Linked DNA regions of Danio rerio: region 2 is linked to region 1. A link is a contact called in public Hi-C data. All regions are on one chromosome and are shown on one strand. Each heading gives the region's core, a stretch centred on a gene start, on an enhancer-like site or on the middle of the called end of the contact. The rest is flanking DNA. Distances are from core to core; before and after follow the strand shown. Region 1 has its middle 110 kb from the start of serpinh2. Region 2 holds the start of serpinh2 (serine (or cysteine) peptidase inhibitor, clade H, member 2).

What was found. A called contact is a pair of places that touch in the nucleus more often than the background predicts.
Region 2: a contact with region 1 is called in a Hi-C map of an unstated tissue, with 2.1 times the contacts expected there. The contact joins the promoter of serpinh2 here to the enhancer-like site in region 1. A contact is called at or near these places in 2 of 18 Hi-C or Micro-C datasets (embryo and an unstated tissue).

Annotation. Positions count from the first base shown.
Region 1 is chr7:21,136,461-21,141,026 of GRCz12tu, reverse strand. It overlaps a transcript of efnb3b not described here. Among named protein-coding and RNA genes, the nearest start is that of serpinh2, 110 kb to the left of the region's middle. Within about 2 kb of position 2,521, at least 9 of the 62 cell types and tissues checked have an H3K27ac peak or open chromatin away from gene starts, as enhancers often do.
Region 2 is chr7:21,250,218-21,254,783 of GRCz12tu, reverse strand. It overlaps serpinh2 (serine (or cysteine) peptidase inhibitor, clade H, member 2), which reads right to left and starts at 1,868. Exons shown (of 5, transcript NM_001017564.1): 1 at 1,754-1,868. It also overlaps a transcript of efnb3b not described here.

The DNA.
Region 1 (4,566 bases), core at 1,272-3,771:
GTGGTTGTGAATCTCCGGAGACGCACCCAGAAACAATGAATGGAAATGGGACAGTGGCTGAATACATTTGCCACCACTGAAAGAGAGAGAATGAGATGAAAAGATACATGGATGGATGGCGCTCAACTATTTAATTATGAGAGTAACTTCCGTTAAACTGTACACAGTCAGTGGAGTGTTTTAAAAAAGGGGGTGAGTTTTCATTATTCTCCTCACAGCTCACTCATCTAATATTAAAAGGCAACATATTCGAATTAACAAATTACTTTCAGGAGACCATGAATAACTTCAAAAACTCCAGAAGAGTCTTTCCACAGCGATAGTATTAAATGAAGTATATGTACTATAAGAGAAAATTAAAAGAGAAAAGGAAAGAAAAGTCTTAACGTCTGGCCAGGTATGGTGTGCCATACTAAGAATTTGTGCTCTGCATTTTGCAGCCATTTTCTGTGGCCTGATCTCACGAAGAAATGCAACAATTTAATATTTTATGAGTTTAATGGCTTGTATGAATTCATAGAAGTTCAGCGATACAAAAATGTGTGTTTTTTAAGGAAAACATGACACCAAACAACCAAACTAAACCCAACCATCATTGGGCATGAGCAAACAACAAATATATATGATTTAGCCACTAAATCAAAGAGTTACGAATTGCTGTGATATACAGTAGCATTGGCCACTCAGGGAACAACTGGGGGTTTGATGCCTTGCTGAAGGGCGGACAGAAGGGCTGGCAGTGGACCCTTTTCACAAAACAGACACATTAACAGGACACATTTACATTGATGTATGTGAATTTATAAAGCTATGCTTAGTATTATATCATGTTTGCACCAAATTACAAAAAAACTAATTACAGCTTATGCAGGGTGTTTCTAATACAGCGTCTACAGGGGAAGACTATACATTTCTGGCCGCCGTTTTCAGTCTTGCATGCCCCCCCCCCCTTTTTTTTTTTTAACTCAGGAAAACATAATGATGGAGTTTTTCTTTAACTATTTGAGAAATTAGGAAAACCAAAATTATTTGTAGCACTCTCCCATTCACTGCACTCTAACTTTACCCAATTATGATGACTTCCACTTCTGAGAACACCAGAAATGTGAAAAGAGTCTATTCACTCCCACACCACCTACAATCCCAACCAGTACCAGGAATTTAACCAGCAAACTCTGGATCACAAGTCCAACTCTAACCAGCAGATCAAAAGATAAAAAAGAAAAAATTATTGAACACATAAAGAAAGGGAGGTGTGAAAAGTCATGGAAAACCCAGACAGCAGCTGAAATCTCTCAGTAGTAAGAAAGCAATCCTCTCCTCAGTGTAAATAAATATTATTGTAGCTGATTCAATTCAATACCTACAATACCAAATGAAGAAGATGAAACCAAGGCGACCATTTCAGCAATAAAATAAACTCAAATACAGCAAAAGAAACTGTCAACGGCATTAAGAAAATAAAGCTGCTAGAATGGCCATTAGAATGGACGATCACCTAATCAGAGTCCAATAGAAAATAAAAAGCAAAAATCTGAGTTAACAGACAAGACCCATAGAACATTCGAGATTTTTAGACTTGGATGAAGTACAGGGACATGAAAAAATAAAAATAAAAAACATCTGAGCAATACATGCGACTCCTTTTTCCATACAAGAGGCGACTTGAAGCTGTCGTTACAAAAAAAAATCTTTTTATACAAGGTATAGGTTGTTTTCAATCACATGGTTCTGGTGACGTGCGAAATTCAGATGGAGGGCAGAAAGTAAAAAAACTTAATGGGAGACAGAGGAAAGTCCATATTTTTGCAATTAATATCATATGTCAAGGAAGATATGGACAGAAAATATCCACATATTTTGGGCATGATCCTTATATCATGAAGAGGGCCGAGTTTTCTACAGAACTGAAATATATTATTTGCCAGTCATTGAGGCTGTACAGTATAACCTATTACGTTACATGATAAAATACTATAGAAAATAAGTGTTTGGAAGCATACTGTAGATAATTACTTGAAATAAACTCTCGTAGTAATTATATTGTTGCTTTGGTACAACACAACTAATCTACAAATTTTCAATAGGCTTCAGTTTTCTACGCTATACACAATCACGATGCACCACAGTTTACACGTTATTTATTACAACAAACATTAACAAAGAGTTGTACACATTTTACACTTTCCTAAGTGGTTCAAAACCATGTTTATTACAAATTACTACAGTATTTCCCCATGAAATAAATTAGAAAAAATGGTTTCATTATGTAATTACAATGGAATGACACACATACTGAACATACAATATACTCAACTACTGAAATGTATTTAATAGGTTGTTTTCACATGACAAAGGGCAGGAAGTGATTCTTCTACATAGGAAACGCTATCAGAACATCAAACTATTTCTGTTTTATGTTGTTTATAATTGTTTACATTGGCCAAAATAAGAAATGAAATCTCCATCTTGTTTTGCAATAATCCAAGTCTTTACTGGTGTTCTGGTGGAATAAACAACCATAACGTGAACATTGAAATGCACCTCAAAGGAAAATGTTTGTTGATGTAAGTGTGAAAAGAGTGCATCTCTTGGCTTGCTTGACGTGTGTGTGTGTGTGTGTGTGTGTGTGTGTGTGTGTGTGTGTGTGTGTGTGTGTGTGTGTCTGTAGCAACAGATTCAGCCAACAGGCTTTGTCATTGACGCAACATAATTATGACAAGCTCTCTGCTGTACATCAGTGTGTGTTTGGTACTGTACGTGCTTCGCCACACACTCTGATTTATCTGGTGTCCCCCAGCAGGCATCACCACATTCATCAGTGCTGGATTAGAGAGGCATCAGGCTGAGAGACGGATCAATACTGAAATATATAAATAATCACTAACAACTGACCTGGGATCAGCTGCAGAGGCAACAAGTGTTGTTGCAGCGCTGCTCTCTGACAGCAGAGGGAGAACAAGAACTGCCCACTGCAAAAACACCCCCAAAACACATCAAAAACAAAAGCAAACGTTCACACTGTTGCTGCCGCACTTAAACGGATTCTTTCATGAGTGGAGAACACAGCATCTGGCAGAGGCACAGCTGCGTGTGGAAGAAAGACAGATGAAATGGATGTGTGCACCGTTTAAAATTAACATTCTGCCACCACTGCCAATGCCAGAACTTACTTGAGAAAATGTGCAGGTCATTGCGTGATATTAAAAACAGGCTGATTTGCAATTATACTAAATATTATTATAATTATTACTATTAGTATTATTATTATCATTATTATTTGATCATATTAGGAAATAGCAATAAAGAAACCTTTCACTCAAAAAAACTTTCACTTTACAAATGTATTTCAAAATAACAATAACAAAACCAAAATTAATTATCACTATTTTTACCAGCAATCATCTCATTATAAAATTAAACAAAAACAATAAATACACAAAAAAAAAAAAACTTACATTCATACATTCAAATTTAGAATAATATTACTTTTAATTTGTTGTTTAATTTATTATTATTATCATTATCATTATTATTTTTCCAACAAGAAAATGAATGAAATGAATTATTATTATTATTATTATTATTATTATTATTATTATTATTATATTAATATTATTATTAAACTAAATTGGGGGGGGGGGATCAATGAAACAGTACCATTTTTCTTCACTAAAGTATTTCATAATAACAATAATAATAATTATTAGTTGAATTAGTTGAAAATGAAGATGCCATAAGAAATTATTTTACCAAACATAAAACACATTACACAAACCACCTGAAATTAAAAATATATAAATCTGTCAAGTAAGTGGCGGTTCATTCCACTGTGATAAACCAGGGAAAAAGCAGAAGAAAAATGAATGAATGAAATCTGTAAAGTAAGTGCTTTATTCAATAACATTAAAACTAATTAAATTAGTTTAACTAATTAAAATAATTAATAAATTAAATGCTAATCTGTTGTCATGTCTGATATTTGGGATTTAAATGTAATGCAAGTAGAGCAATGTAAACAATGCAAACATTTTACGCTAAACTTGGTAGATAAAAAAAATGTAGTGCAAAAACATTAAGAAACATCAATACCTGTGCATTGTCCATTAATATAAAAAGCTTATGAGATCTATAGGTATTATGAAATAATACAAATAATGTATAGTTTTATACATTATATTTACCTTTTTAAAAATAGCTAAAATTAGCAAATAAAACACAAGGTAGGCTACTGGGCAAAAAGGCAATGCCTCTTAGACACTTTTAGAAGCTGTCATTCATTCATTCACAAAACACTTAAGGTCTTGGTCCCGTGTTTATCCTCATAGCATCCACGTGATGAAAGAACAGCATCTGTCTTTCGTAAAATGAAGTTGCCATTTAATGTATAGTAAATCAGACTCAAAGAACCGCAGCAGCGCAAAAACACATCATGAATGCATTTTACACTTCCTACTGCACATGTTTTCAAGTTTTGAGGTAAGGGATATTTTCATTTACTATTCACTGACAGTCCGACAGGTTCACCCAGCTCATCAAACTCAGTATTTTAAAATCAAAAGGAAT
Region 2 (4,566 bases), core at 619-3,118, 110 kb before region 1:
AGACTAACTGCACACTCTTGTACCAAAGGTTATTATCTGATTATCAAAAACATGTGTGGATGTGTACAATTTACGCAATGGAGCAAAACATGCTGTCAAGTTACGGTAACAATAGACCTTATTTTACTCTTAAATTGGAAAAACCCCATTATAAATCTGGATGGAACTACCAACAAATTGGTCTTCTGCACTTTGACGTCATCTCTGCAGCCCTATTTACTTTATATTGACTACTTAATTGGTGCACCGAATTTAAAATAGAAAAATGTTTGTCTTCTCACTACATCTCGGAAGTTCCTTTCTTTTTAAAGTGTCAAACACTTAAAAACACTTTTTCTCACAGATTAAATCAAGTTTGATTCATAAAATCAAGTTTCAGCCAAGTCTCTCTTACTCTCTCTCATTTCTCAAATGTTAATTAGTCTAAACCCTAAGGACGATTTGTGGTCCTGCGAGGCCTCGGGACACCAGCCTCTTGAAGACTTGCCAAAAAACTTTTATTTAAATGTATTGCATTTAATTATACTGTTGGAAAACTTTCAAGTACTGTTTCCTCATCTATATGAATTTTACATTTACAGTGTCCTGCCTTCAGATGCTTCAGCTAAAGGCCCTGCAGGGACCCAGCCCAGAGTTCATCCATTGAGCAAAGTTTCGAAATGATTATAATAATTTGTTGCAATTTTATATACTTTAGTTACTAGTGTTTACCATATATACTATAACAACAATGAAAAACTAGATTAAAAGAAATGTAACAATATGATTTAAAATCTTTTTACGAAACTTTCACTTATAAATCTATATTGAGGTAAAGTTGGTTTTATATTCACATATTCACACATTTTAACAGTCTCTTCATTGTTTATCACACTATCCTTTGATTATTAGGTCTGAAAACACATGTAAATATGACTTTAAAACAACATTAGCACTATTTAATTGACTGTCAACAATATGATAGTCATTGGCTGCTAATATGATTTCCTTATTCAGAATTTACATATGATAGGCTATTTTTCTGAAATCATATTATTAAGGAGAAAGGTTAAATGTACGAAAATAAAACCAGCTTTACCCCAATAACATCAATGATATATGTGGTATTTTATTGAGGTAAAGTTGCTTTTATATTCACACATTCGTTGTGACAACTTGTGACATTCTTTCGATGTTGTTTACCATGATACTTTAAATATTTGGTCTGAAATCACATGTAAATGACTGCAAAACAACATACTTTATATTTGATATATGATTTCACCATTTATAATTCGCAAAGAATACTTCTGAGATTATATGATTAAGGAGAACGTCCGAGCGTGTGAATACAAAACTAACTTCAATTGGTATTTTGGCGTAAAATGGTTATACTATGATGTTTTTCCATAATAAATCCTCTTTTGGCAATAACCTCGACGTCAAATTCATTCCCCAGACTGTTGCGCCGCTGACAGGGCATTAAATAACGACCAAACGTCCTCACGGCCTGTATACAGTACATCATTAAAATCCTCTCGAACCTAAACCATAACCGAACAGCGTCCTCCGGAAATTTCACTTTATATCCAAGAGATCACAGAAAAGACCGAATAAACAAGCCCCTTAAATAACAGCAGACGTCGGAGAATATTACACAGGCGGAACAGTAGATGTTGATTTTTGCTCTTGCTGAGCGAGCGCAGCTGTTCCGTCTGCTCGGAGAACTGAGGGGCAAAAAACAAAGTGGAAGAAGTTCCTTGTTTGCGTGTACCGTTAATTAATTAAAGCTTCCTTCTTTCTTTCGGCTTCTTCTGCAGGTTTGAGCTGAAAGGAACTGACAGGGCAGGTTCAGACGTGGCAGAGGAGGGTCTTTTCACAGTTTGCTCACTTTTCCTCCAGCATAATTCGCTCTTTGTGATCTCAATCCGGGTATTTTTTCCTCTTTCCAGATATCTCGCACTTTCCACTAACCTCCATGTAGCAAATAACAACGCTTACTTGGTTGCTGAGTCGTTTTTTCTATTACTCTCTATTAGCGTTAGATAGCATAAAAAGCGTCAGTGTGCATTGTGATTTATTTTTTGATTTCCAAAATCGATATTTAAGCTGTTTTTTAGGTTTTTTGTAAGCAACCGGTTGATTCCCCTCAGCTGTAACTCGAGGAAACACGCAGTTGCTATAATAACCGAAAGGGGGCGCGCGCGGTCTACACCGCCACGGCCCTAACATAAGGTCGACTTGTCCCTTAATAGCATGTCATGTATCCGCATGTAAAAGCATTAAACACACTCCTCTTCGTCCTGGTTTACATTTGAGTATCCAGAATTATTACAAAACTACTGCTTTGTCATAATTCTCCAACATCCTCAGAGAAAACTTCGCAAAAAAATCAGCTAGGTAAAGTTCAAGATTAGTCAATAAGCAGATAGCACAAGCAGACAGAATCAATTGATGTTCAGATAGTCAAAGATGGAGGAAAAGGAGGATCAGACCTGGAGACAGACTCTCAGATCACGGCAAACACGCTGCAATACTAAACAGCCTGCTGGGACATGACAGTACATAGACTCTGCCAATTACTTCTCTAATCCACATCACACTCTCAGATAGTCGTCTACAAAGCACACTTCGGCGAATGCACAAGTGCCAGTCCCTCTAGGACTCTTTTTCTGATTTTTGCAGCCTCAAAATTACCTTCTCAAAATTTGCAGCACTATTTTCGGCACAGGGCTATATGAATAATAGATACAAATGATAGAAATATTGTGAATGTTGATATATCTAATATCTACATATCGCAGTGGTTTGTAATAAATGAGCAATTTAATCAGAGATTATGCTTGTGTGCCTGTCATTATCTGCAATTAGACGTAAAGAGGCATCTCTGAAACAAAGCAGAGAGGACATGCTGTTTTATTATTACTTTATTTATTTTATATAAATAAGACAGCAATGATGTAACACTCTGTTTCAAACGCGTTTGTTTATCTGAGTGTTCTTGATGTTTTCAGGCTGATTAAACTATACAGTGGAGGAAAGTGGTGGGGATATTTTATTTATTGCTGTTTGCATTGTTAAACTTTATGATTTGTTCTGTGTAACATTAAAAAGTTTTCTTCTGCTTTCTGAACTTGGGTCAAACTTTATTTTGATGGTCCATTTGTTGAATTTAGTTACATTGCATCTAATAGGCTGTTAGATTAAGGTTAGGGTTAGCGTTAGTTGACATGTACTTGCAAAGTTTCTTATAGTCAGTTAAATGTCTGTTGCAGGAGCGGTCTCAGCAGATATTCAGCAGACAGTTTACTAATACTCAAATGGACCATCAAAATAAAGTTTTACCTGAACTTGTAATTAGGCTGTTCATTTTTTTTTTTTTTGCCCAAAAAGAAAATATAATGTTGGTTAAAATATATTATATCTCTTAGGATAATGCATTATTTAGCAAGCATTATCACATTCAATCTTGTCTTTTTTTCCTTAATTTTTAAAATGTTTTATTTATACATTGTAAAACACATTACAAAAACAATATGCAAATACACTAAAGAGTATTTTGAGCAAAAGAAAATTATTACATAAAAAAAACTAGTGCAATATTACATACAGAACATACTGTACAGGTCTAGGAGTAGGAGTTGTGGACTCAATCAGAAGGAGCAGGATCAGGCTGAAGAGTTTGGACATGTTTGTGAAGAGGTTTCCACAGTTTAATGAAAATCGTGCTAGGTCGGTGAAGAGAGTACCTAATTTTCTCTAATTTCATAAAATAAAGAACCTTTCTCATCCAACAAGTGTAAGAAAAAGAGTAAGGGCTCTTCCAGTTCAGAATAATTAACCGCCTAGCCAGAAGGATTAAAAAGGCTACACAGTCTACAAAATGAGAGGGTAAAATGTGGCCGGGTGGAAGAACCCCAAATAAACCAATAATTGGACAAGAATATCAACATTGGTAATTGCAGACAACGAGAGGAACATTTGCCTCCAAAAAGAAAGCAGGAAAGGACAGGACAAAAATATATGCATTAAAGTAGCTAAACCAGAATGACACCTGTCTTTACTTCATTTTTTGGCCTCAAGAATTATTGAGCTCAGTAATTTACAGTGTATACAAATGTAAACACTGAATACAAAGAGAGAAACTTAAGCTTTACCTTTTTACGATGTATCATTTTGATAAACAAAGATTTATTTTGATTATTTTGTGTCCTTTATTGAAAAACTAATCCTCTACATTAGCAAAATGATTAGTTTTAGTAAAACACATGCTAATATAAATGTATATAATATCATGTATTTGTTCGATTAATCAGCATTGTAGGCCTTTTGCATTGCATTATGTTTTTCCCACTACAATTAAAATGTTAAAGCTTTTTTAGGAGATTTAGATAAATAAATTAGATTTATAAGTATTTTATGCAAGTAGTCTGCTGTATTGTGAAAATATATAAAATTTTCATGATGGTCAATGTGCACTTACAGTTGGAGTGGTAATGCGGTCATTCACAAACTGAGAGCAAAAGGTTTAGCAATCAATTTAATGCACTTGAAGTGGGCTTTGGCTGAATGCCATTGTAATATTGT